2 separate regions of the Zea mays genome follow, and region 1 is linked to region 2. Evidence: chromatin contacts called from public Hi-C data. All regions are on one chromosome and are shown on one strand. Each heading gives the region's core, a stretch centred on a gene start, on an enhancer-like site or on the middle of the called end of the contact. The rest is flanking DNA. Distances are from core to core; before and after follow the strand shown.

The links. A called contact is a pair of places that touch in the nucleus more often than the background predicts.
Region 1: a Hi-C map of bundle sheath shows a contact between it and region 2, with 2.6 times the contacts expected there. The contact joins the promoter of LOC778438 here to the promoter of LOC100275821 in region 2. A contact is called at or near these places in 2 of 25 Hi-C or Micro-C datasets (bundle sheath and endosperm).

Annotation. Positions count from the first base shown.
Region 1 is chr3:187,162,165-187,166,942 of Zm-B73-REFERENCE-NAM-5.0, forward strand. LOC778438 reads right to left here and starts at 1,891. Exons shown (of 14, transcript NM_001112460.1): 1 at 1,404-1,891; 2 at 625-787; 3 at 484-532; 4 at 261-374; 5 at 1-167. The coding sequence starts at 1,809.
Region 2 is chr3:186,794,050-186,798,888 of Zm-B73-REFERENCE-NAM-5.0, forward strand. LOC100275821 (plant-specific domain TIGR01589 family protein expressed) reads right to left here and starts at 3,061. Exons shown (of 4, transcript NR_175400.1): 1 at 2,860-3,061; 2 at 2,589-2,694; 3 at 1,895-2,382; 4 at 1,138-1,734.

The sequences.
Region 1 (4,778 bases), core at 641-3,140, 370 kb after region 2:
TTCCAGTTCTCGTGGATGAAGTCCACCGTCTTGGACAGGTGCCGCTTCAGCGGGTTCCGGTACCGCGACGGGATCATCGTCCGCGCCAGGCTCGACGTCGTCCGCTTCAGCTTCTCGGGAGCCTGCGCGCTCACCATGCCCCGGAGCAACGTCTCCAGTTGCCAAATCTGCATCACACCGTTTGGTTGTATAAGCAACGCGTACCACTTATCGCTGTTGGATACGAACAGAAAGCAAAATGTTGTTTCTGCAAGCACGACCTCAATGTAGCCGCGGTCGTCCGGGTCGAGCTCTTCCATGATCAGGGACGCGTAGGTCGCGGCGTGACCCTTCAGCTTGGCTAGCTTGTTCGCTGACGCGCTCAGTATAATAACCTGCCGGGGGGAACAAATTAAAAAACAAATTAATTTGTTGATAATTTAATAAGTTCGTCCACTCCTAAATATTTGGTCATCCAAATCGCGAAAAGTTGCCGTCGCTCACCTCTTTGACCTCATCTTCCGTGAGCATCCCATCGCCGTTCTTGTCGCACCTGAGTCAGACGCAGAGGGGAATTCGTTTTATCAGTAGCCTAACGATGAACATGTCCGTTGGGCCGGGAACGAGGGCGCGGTGGAGCTTTACATGTCAAAGAAAATGCGCAGCCGCGAGTCGAAGTTCTGGTCGGTCATCTCCTCCCAGAACTCCTTGAGCTGCTCTTTGGTGATGCCATCCTCCGGCTCCAGGCTCCGCCTCCGCGCCAGCGCCACGAACAGCTCGCCGGCAAACTCCTTGGAGTCCCCCATGCCTTGGGAATGAGATCAGTCAGTCAGCCACGGATCATCCATTGATCACGCCACGGGCACCAGCAACACGAACAGCTCGCCAGCAAATGATTTTACGCTTGCTGGCAGATGAAAGCATGGGATAGAATTACATGGTGGTGGCCCATGGCGTTACTAGCTAGAATCTTGTTTGTCCGAGCTGACCGATTAGTGCTAAAGGACCACTTTGGGGAGAAACTTCATTAAAATTTGGGAAGAGTCTTTTCTTTCAGCATGATTTGGGAAGACCCTTGGGGAGCGAATGACGGTGGATCTCATCTCAGTTAGGTAGGCTTGGTGGAAACAGGCACAGTTCATTGCAGTACCATGACTCCATGAGAGCTCTTTGAAACACTCAAAAAAAAAAGTAAAGCAAACAAGAATTCCTAAAAGCAAGGAAAGAGATTCGATGCACATATTAACAATTGCTGTCATATGAGTGCCTACGCCTAGCGGTTCTTATCAGCGTCTCAACTATCGATTATTTGGGGTTTATTTCCAGTCTGGATCACACCAAGCACTTAGGCAGCATGTGGCCAACCGACAGAAGAGGCAATCTCGATGGAGCAAGAGCAAGCAGCACACTAGCACTTTGCTTACCGATGCACTTGCCGAAGCTCTCCTTCTGGAGTCGTCCGCTGCCCTTGGCCATGTCGTCGAAGCGGCGCTCGACGGCCTTCCATCCCTCCTTGCCGCCGGAGGTCTTGTCGAGGAAGCGCAAGCCACGGAGCCCCATCTGCGCGCTAGACTGCATCCGCGTCATCCGTCCCGGCCGCATCCCGGCCACGCCCTCGGGCACCTTCATCGACACACGCGAAGCGAACTGCCGCACCCCGGACGCCAGCCGCGACGGCTGCTTCATGAGCCCGCGCGCGAAGCCTCCTGGCGGCGGCGGCAGCCTCCCCGCCCCCGCCCCCGCACCCGCCCCGGGCGATTGGGCCCTGCTGGCCCCGTCGACGGTGATGCCCTCCAGCGGCGGCGATCGCCGGTCCCCGTACCCCGCCATGTCCCGCTCCACCAGATAACCCGCAATGCCGCTCGCCGCCGCCGGCTCGCTCTCAGAGGAGGAGGATGGAGGCTGGGCCCACCTGCGGGCGAGGGGTGGGTGGTGGCGGTGGGGTGGGGTGGGGGGGCAAGAGGAAGCAGGGGGACAGAGATGGCGGGTAACATGCGCTTCCTCTCCCAGTTATAGCCGTTGAGGCGCCGCCCTGCCACGGCGATCTACCTGGCGACGGCGCGCGAGCCGTCGGATACGAGATCGGCGGCCCACGTGGCTATTCCCCCACCCGCCGCGAGATATCGGGTTGGCGCCGCCGTGTCGCGCGAGTTTCTCTTTCCTTCCGGCGTAGGAAAGACCGGGCACGCGTGGGCGTGTATCCACCGTCTGATGGGTACGGACGGTGGGAGATGTGAGTGGCAGGGGGGGCGTTAGGTAGGTAGGGCGTTGAGAAATGTGGCGCCCCGCCCGCCTCCTCTCTTTTGCCGGGCACGGCGGTGCCCTGAGGCTGACAGCTTGGGGCCGAACGGAAAGGGGTTTGTTGGTTCGTGTCGTGTGTGCACGGCTTTGCCGCTGGCAGCCGGGCCACGGCACGGCAGTCATCGGAAGGTGGAGAACAGAAACGAGAGGCGTATCAATGTCCATTTGCTGTGTAGTTTTGGACTAGTGTCATCGATGACGACGACGAACAAAATGAATAGTAGTGTCTGCTTGCACGTTGAAGTTTGCCAGTTCCCCTGCATACCCACACGGGGCCAAGCAACAAAACCCCTTTTGCTGATTGAAATGACTGGAGTGGGAAACGATACTATCGTCGATTGCACGCCCGACCGCGCCGTGATGGATTGAGAGGAGAGAACAGGAACACTTGGTCTGAGCTGCCGGCCATCTCATGCATGGATTGGGATCCTCTGAATTTGTCGATGGGTCACTGACACGCGGGACTGAGCAGTAGTGGGTCCTACGTGCAGTGACACAACTGCACAAATGCACAAATTCAGAGGACCCGCGTCCCTCATGCATATTCTCATGCCGGGCAGCCGGAGCATCACGGCAACGAGACGCATGGGGCGCATGGCCTCCTGATTTGGTGATCGAGGTGGAGTCACTCGTGGAGATGTCAGAGGCCCGGCCGTGCGAGCCACGTGATTTCTGACGTTGAAGAGCGCCGGCAGTGTGTGTGATCGGGTTCAGACAGAATTCTCCTCGCATCGCACGCAGGTAATCCACGCTTGTACCTTGCTTCTGAATGCTGTCTGCAGCGAAGTATATAGTATTACAGTATATCAGGCCCTGTTTTTTTTTTCACGCGTCTGAAATTCGCAGGCGTGTCGTCAGGTAGCCTCGTCTCTTTCCAGTTCGCAGCGCCAAAGGCCAAAAGCATCAGATGTGCAAAGCCAGAGCCACGCGTCGTTGTTGCCCGGTGGAGCTTTCCCGAAAGGCGCCAGCGATCTGAAATCCTGTCTGGCGCTGCGGTGTGCTTTGTTTTTAGGCACCTTGACGATCTATCATTGCGGCCTCTGAACAAACGCTACTATATAGTAGGAGTAGTAATTACTAGCTAGGACAACTTTACTTTACCATTACAGTACCAAGCATGCATGCGCAACTCGTCGATGTCATCAAAATACTTACTGCAAGCTAATGCGTAGTAAGAATAGTTAGAATTTGCGTGGATCCTGGGCCTGGAGTAGAGCACTTCGTCCTCCATTGGTCGTCAAGCACGAAACGACAAGGAGGTTAGCTCACCGAATTTGTTGACCACTCTCCTCCAACTGCGACACAGCTAACAGCGTCTTTCGGTCGTTGGCAGCTGGAGACTGCACTCGATCGCAAATTCGCGGTGCAACCAACAGCTTCTGCCTGCGGAGTCCTACCGGTACGCGAGCTGAAGCTCTGGCGCGCGCGGAGCGAAGGAAGACACAACTAGACACCACGCCACACCGTTGCCTGCCGCCGGCCCATGCCACCGCTTTCAGCGGCCACGACGCGGCTGGAGACATGAGACACCTGAAACCGGCCAAAAAAGGGAGGGAGGGAGAGGGAGCGAGTGCGACGGCGGCGGCGGCGAGAGTTGCCGGTGCCTAATCGGCTTCCGCTTGCGATCGAGCGAGTCACCAGTGGAGCTCGCTGTCGGTGGGTCTCTCTCGCTGTCAGCCACCAGGGCTCGCTGTCGGGCCGTCGCGGGGGCCCTCCGGCGGCTCCGCGCCATGGCCCTGCGTTGCGTTGCTTTTGCACCTGGCCAGCCGCCAGCTCGACTGACAGCGAGTTTAACCAGAGTTTGCGTTTCCTTTCGCCATCACAATTCACAAGGAAGAGGAAGGTTTTATCACGATGCTCCTTTATACTGTATATATATATTAGACCTAAACCAAAAAAGCCGAGTTCGTTAAAAAGTTGCGACTCGAATTTGGGAAAGCAGTGTGTCGCAAAGAGCTCCGCTCGGTTTCGTTAGTCCAGTGTCCAGGCAGTGTTCACACCCGACCAAGATTATTAGACGAACACGTCCGTTTCTAGACCAAAGCTCCTCCCTATATATGATTAGGCGCTCCATCATTAACAGAGTTTTTTTTTCTTTATCGTAGGTGCCTCCGGTCTTTGGCAACCGGGTTCTTTAGCTACTACGTACGTACGCGGAGAGAGAGAGAGAGAGAGAGAGAGAGAGAGAGAGAGGCCGGCTCCCTGCCCTGGCCTTGTTAAATCCGTAGCAGTGCGACGTTGTGCTTGGCACTTCAAAGAAACGGTAGTTGACGATCTCGCACGAGACGAGCTAGCGCGGCGTCCGCGTCGCGCGCGCGCGAGAGAGGATGAGAGAGCGCGGTCGCATGCAGCAGCTGCTCTGCAATGCCGGAGAACTCGGCCGCACGCTGCCCGATCAATCAATCAGGCCGCGCGCGGGGGTCGTCGCATATTTGGTGGCGGGGAACTCGGCCGCACGTTGTGTTGCGTTGTGTCTGGTCACTTGGTGGGAGACCACG
Region 2 (4,839 bases), core at 1,811-4,310:
CATGTATTCGCGCCCTACGCATCGTCGTGGGCACTAAAGGTAAATTAGACCATAGTTGTGTTGTCCTTGTTGCCTTTGGCACCCTCAGCGGGGCATGTGAATGTACAGAAGCACGTTCTGGGGTCGAAAGTGATTGGCCGAGGCGGGTAGCTCCCGGAGTGTCATCCGAAACGCCCTTAGGTGAATCTAAAATACGCTTCTCGCCCGAGGCTGGTCTAGGACGAGTCGCGACTACGTCTCCCGCACGTGGTTGACCTCGAGCGAGACGTGACTCAATCTCCCGCTCGGGGTTGGCATCGAGCAAGTTGTGACTTGGGTCTCCCGCTCGAGGTTGGTCTCGGGCAAGTCATGGCTTGGGGTTGACCTCGAGCGAGTCGTGACATAGGTCACTCGCTCGAGGTTGGCCTCGAGCGAGTCATGACTTGGTAAGGTCGGAAGCGTGTTTTGTTTATGATCTCTTCTTACTCAAGTGTCTAAGCACTAAAGGGTTGTGATCTGGGTACGCCGAATTATGGTATCCGACACTATTATTGATGCATCACATCTGAAAACGAAACTGCATAGGCCCCTGCATCTGTTCATGTAAGCAACTAAACCTCTTCACAGATCATCATCTCGTCTGTAGCTACTACAAAGTCACTTCAGCTGAAACCTTTCTAATTTTCAGTCTAACGTAATCCATTTTCGCCCAGGATATTCGTTGTACATAGCACTCCAAAACCGAGAGGGGGAAAGGTACACCGTCCTCCTAGGACTTGGGAAAAGGCACTTATTAGCTGAATGTTTTGTACGGGAAGGAAAATGTCTGGTCCACCCCATTTCTGCTGCCGTGTGTGTGTGTGTGTGTGTGTGTGATCTGTGATACTAGCATGAAACCCCCGTGCCGTCAGTAGCTAGCTTGCTTGCTTGGAGTAGCGTGCCTGAAACATGGCTCGATCGGCGGCGGGTAGCTGAAAACGACGTACGCGTACAGCCCGGGGGGAAAGCACGGCCAAAACGACGGAAGAGCAGTAGAGTAGACCACGCAGCCAGAGCACGGCCGGTGGCCAGCAGCAGACAACGATGCGAGCACGTCAGCTCTACCAGCCCCCGTGCCCGACACTCGACTTGGTTCCAAACTCCCGAAGCACAAAAGCCGGGCTCGATTCTTGTGGACGCGTACAGCGAGTGGCATGCATACCGGCCTGTGTAGCGGTCACAAGTACGTGTGCACGTGCCTAGCTACATGTCAACATGACAGGAGTGAGCCCGGCCGAGCCTCTTGGACCGGCTGTGTACTGCGTGCGCTGTTGCAGGCTGCTCCGACCAAACAAGACGTCACGCGCACGCCTGGGAATTTGCCAGCCACCGTAGACGTCCTGCTCAGAAGCGCCCGGCGCCAAAAGGAGGGTGGCTGGGCCTGGGGGAGGAAGAAATCTCGCGTGCTTTGTTGGCCTTGGCCCCGGCGCCCGGCCGTCCTGTCTGTTCGACGGATCGCCAGAGCAGAGCACGTACGTACGTCGAGACGCGAGACCGACCACCGGGACAAGAACGGCCTCTTTCTTCTGACAGTAACCACCACCACCTCCACCAGTCGTGTCGTGTCCTTCAAACACGCTAAGCCGGGTGAATATTCGCCCGGCCGCCACGTGTGCAGGGCCCACACGCATGCAGCGCAACACCGTCCGTCGCTCCCTCCCCCTGCTCGCGGTACGGCGGCGCCTGTAGATCGAGAATCTTCGATCGTCCTGAGATCTGGATCATACTAGGTTTAATCAATCTGTCTACCCATAATACACATGGTCATGCAGCCTCCTACACACATAATCACACTGGCGACCGATGCTGATATATATATAGTCTATAGATAGCTAGAGAGAGCAGCTCTCTCTCTCGATCGATAGATGTACCGTACCTCCTGCATCGACCACATTCGATCGTAGCCACAGGAGCGGCACGGCTGATCGAGCGAGCGAGAGCTCTAGTCGTTGTCCTTGTCTGATCTCTTGGAAGAAGCGGAAGGATCCTTCCGGCTGTTCTCCTTCGCCATGACGCGCCGTTCCTGTCCATCAGACGGCGGGTCCTTCCTCTTCTCCTTCTTCTCCACGACGCGCTGTTCCTGTCCATCAGCCGACGCCGACGCCGATGGTGGGTCCTGCTTCCTCTTCTCCTTCTCCACGACGACGCGATTATGTTCCTGTACTCCATCAGATGGTGGGTGCTTCTTCTGCTCCAGCGCCGGCTCTTGTGAGCAGCAGCTCTGTTGGACTTGGAGACGCGGAGGAGGATGGTGACCAGCAGCCGCCGCTTCCTGCAGGTTCCTGGGGCCTCCTCCTCCTCCTCCCCGATCCTTCTTGTACGTCTCGAAGAACTCCCTGTTCTCCTTCTCTAGCTCCTTCCACACTGGCAGCGTATACATATATATAATGCCAAGAAGAAATCGTCAATGACACGTACGGCCGGCTGCTGGTAGGTTTTGGCGTCAACGCTAGCTAGCTATACTCTTGAATCTTGGTTAATCGCTTGCAAGAATAATGCCGAAGTGGAAACACGAGAGTAGAACAAGAATAGCCATCGAGAAGAAGAAGAAGAAAACGACGACGACGTACCGGTGGACGTGACGACGGGCATGATCTTGGCGTGCTTCTCCAACGTCTCCATGCACTCCTCCTTGTTCAGCTTGTAGCAGATGCACTTCTCGATCAGATGCTGCACCTGGATATCAGACATGCGTGCGCAATAATACGCACAGAACCTAGCTTGCATCAATCACCACCACCTTGCGTGCACGCCAGCACAAGAGGCAATCGAACCGTACTCTCAATGCACGGGCCGGGCGCGGAAGATAGTCCGCGCACGCGCGCGCGCGGCAGAACTTACCAGTCTGATGTACGAAGCCGCCGGAGACGAGGAGGCGTCGTCGTCCATGGCCGCCGCCGGCCGAGCTGCGAGAAACAACCGGCCGCCGGGGGGCCCCGCTGTCGTCTACGACACGGATCGGGGATCGAAGCGCTAGCTAGCTTCTCTGACGGATGCTGCCGCGGGACGTGTGCTGGAGGAGGTAGAGCTCGGCGATCGCGGGGGACGGGGATGGATGGAGAGCGCGGGCGGCGGGTAGCGCCGGCGGGGCGGTAGAAATAGAGGCGCGGGAGGAGAGGGAGACATGGCGCGATCGGGCGCATGCGCATGCCAGGCAGGGAGGGAGGGCGGCGTGGGGTCGAGCCGGTCACGTGGGTGCCGCCTCCCCATTCGCGGAGAGGCGCGGGAGGGGATTCTTGCGGGCCCACGCCTCGCCTCGCCTTACCCTTTTCGTTTGTGGTGAAACTTGGTTGCCAACCCTCCGCCGTTCCTTTCAGCCGATCGGCGGAGGCGCGTCCACTTGAGGACCGTCGGATCATTCACCGCGCCGGCGGTTGTCTTGGCTGGCTCGCCCTCGCACTAGGCGACAAGATAATTTGACCGTGCCCTGCGTGGCGAACATGTGGAAACAAAAAAGCGCGTGTCCTGTTTGAATTTGAAAATGGTTCGCAGTGCTGCAGGCTGTCCTACGTTCCGGATAGAGGGCGAACACATTCGCTGCTGTTCATACTGTTGTCTCGGGTGCTCACTACTGCTAGTGCTCCATCATACGGAGCCTTGGCCGCTCCTGGAATATGGGAGCCGCGGCCGGGTGGCACGGCTTTCTTTCGCCACTGGCTGCATAGCCCACCCACTCTCATCACATCTCCCGCCACGCGGCGCCTCCCCTTTGGCGGGCGAAATTGCGTCCGTACAGATAATTGGACGACTGACCCACACCGGGTACAGTACGACGGCCGTCAGATCCCATCCATCCGCCGGGAGGGAGACCAAACGGTATAAACCACCTAGCCCTCTTTCTCGCTTAGGTACTGTTACGTGCAATCATGCGACCCGAGACGAGACACGGAAGGCGGGAACCGAAAAGGCGTCATCCATGTTTCTATTCCATGCACGCCACGCACGCCACAGAAAAAATGCGCCCGGGAGAACAAGAAAAGGCAGAGGCCAAGGGACCGGTCACCTACTACAGTGCGCGCGTGAGATATTTCGAGTCCCCCCCCCCCCCTATCCACCGCGATCACAGGCCCGTCCGATCTCGTCCTCGAGTTCCGGGCGCCGCGACGTACACGTAGAAACAAAAGGCGGCCGAGAGCGATCGCCGAGCGGCGAGGTGCGATGCACCCAGTACGAAAAGCCTTTTGAGGTCTCGGTACTTGGTGGTGTCAAGCTCCGACGGCCCCAGCTTGACGGTCCTGCCGTCGCCGCCGCCGCTTCTTCTTCTTCTTGGAGAACACGAAGCTAAAAGCTAGCTAGCAGGCCCGTTACGTACTACGGCTACGTGCGATCGGAATCATGGCTGCCGCTAAAACCGGCTGACCCATGCGATGCGATGCGATGCGCGCGCGTTATCTGGCGAGAGCATGCGGCTGTGATGCGGGCCGGGCCCGGCCGGGCGTGTCGTGTTGCTGGCGAATTGGTGTCAGCGCGTGCGTCATTTCCCGCGGCTTCCCTGGCGCCGGCCCGCCCCCAGCCCCCCACCCCACGTCGTCGTTGTCGCCCGATCCGCGCACTGCACCGGAATGATGGGGGCGCGGATCGGCCGGAGGAAGGAAACGCGTGAGGCGGGCGGCGGTGCCGTGCGAGTCAGTCCCCCCGCCCCCCCGAGTTCTCTCTGGCTTTTCGCCGCGCGCGCAAAAACTCCACGGCCACCGGTGGTGCTGAATTGCTGATGCCGTGGACTAAGTCTAAACCGCATTGTGCATGTGCTGCTTTTTCTCCGATCCGCCGGTGGCTGCAGCTCGTCGCGGCGAGGATGAGATAGCTCGGCTAGGGTAACTA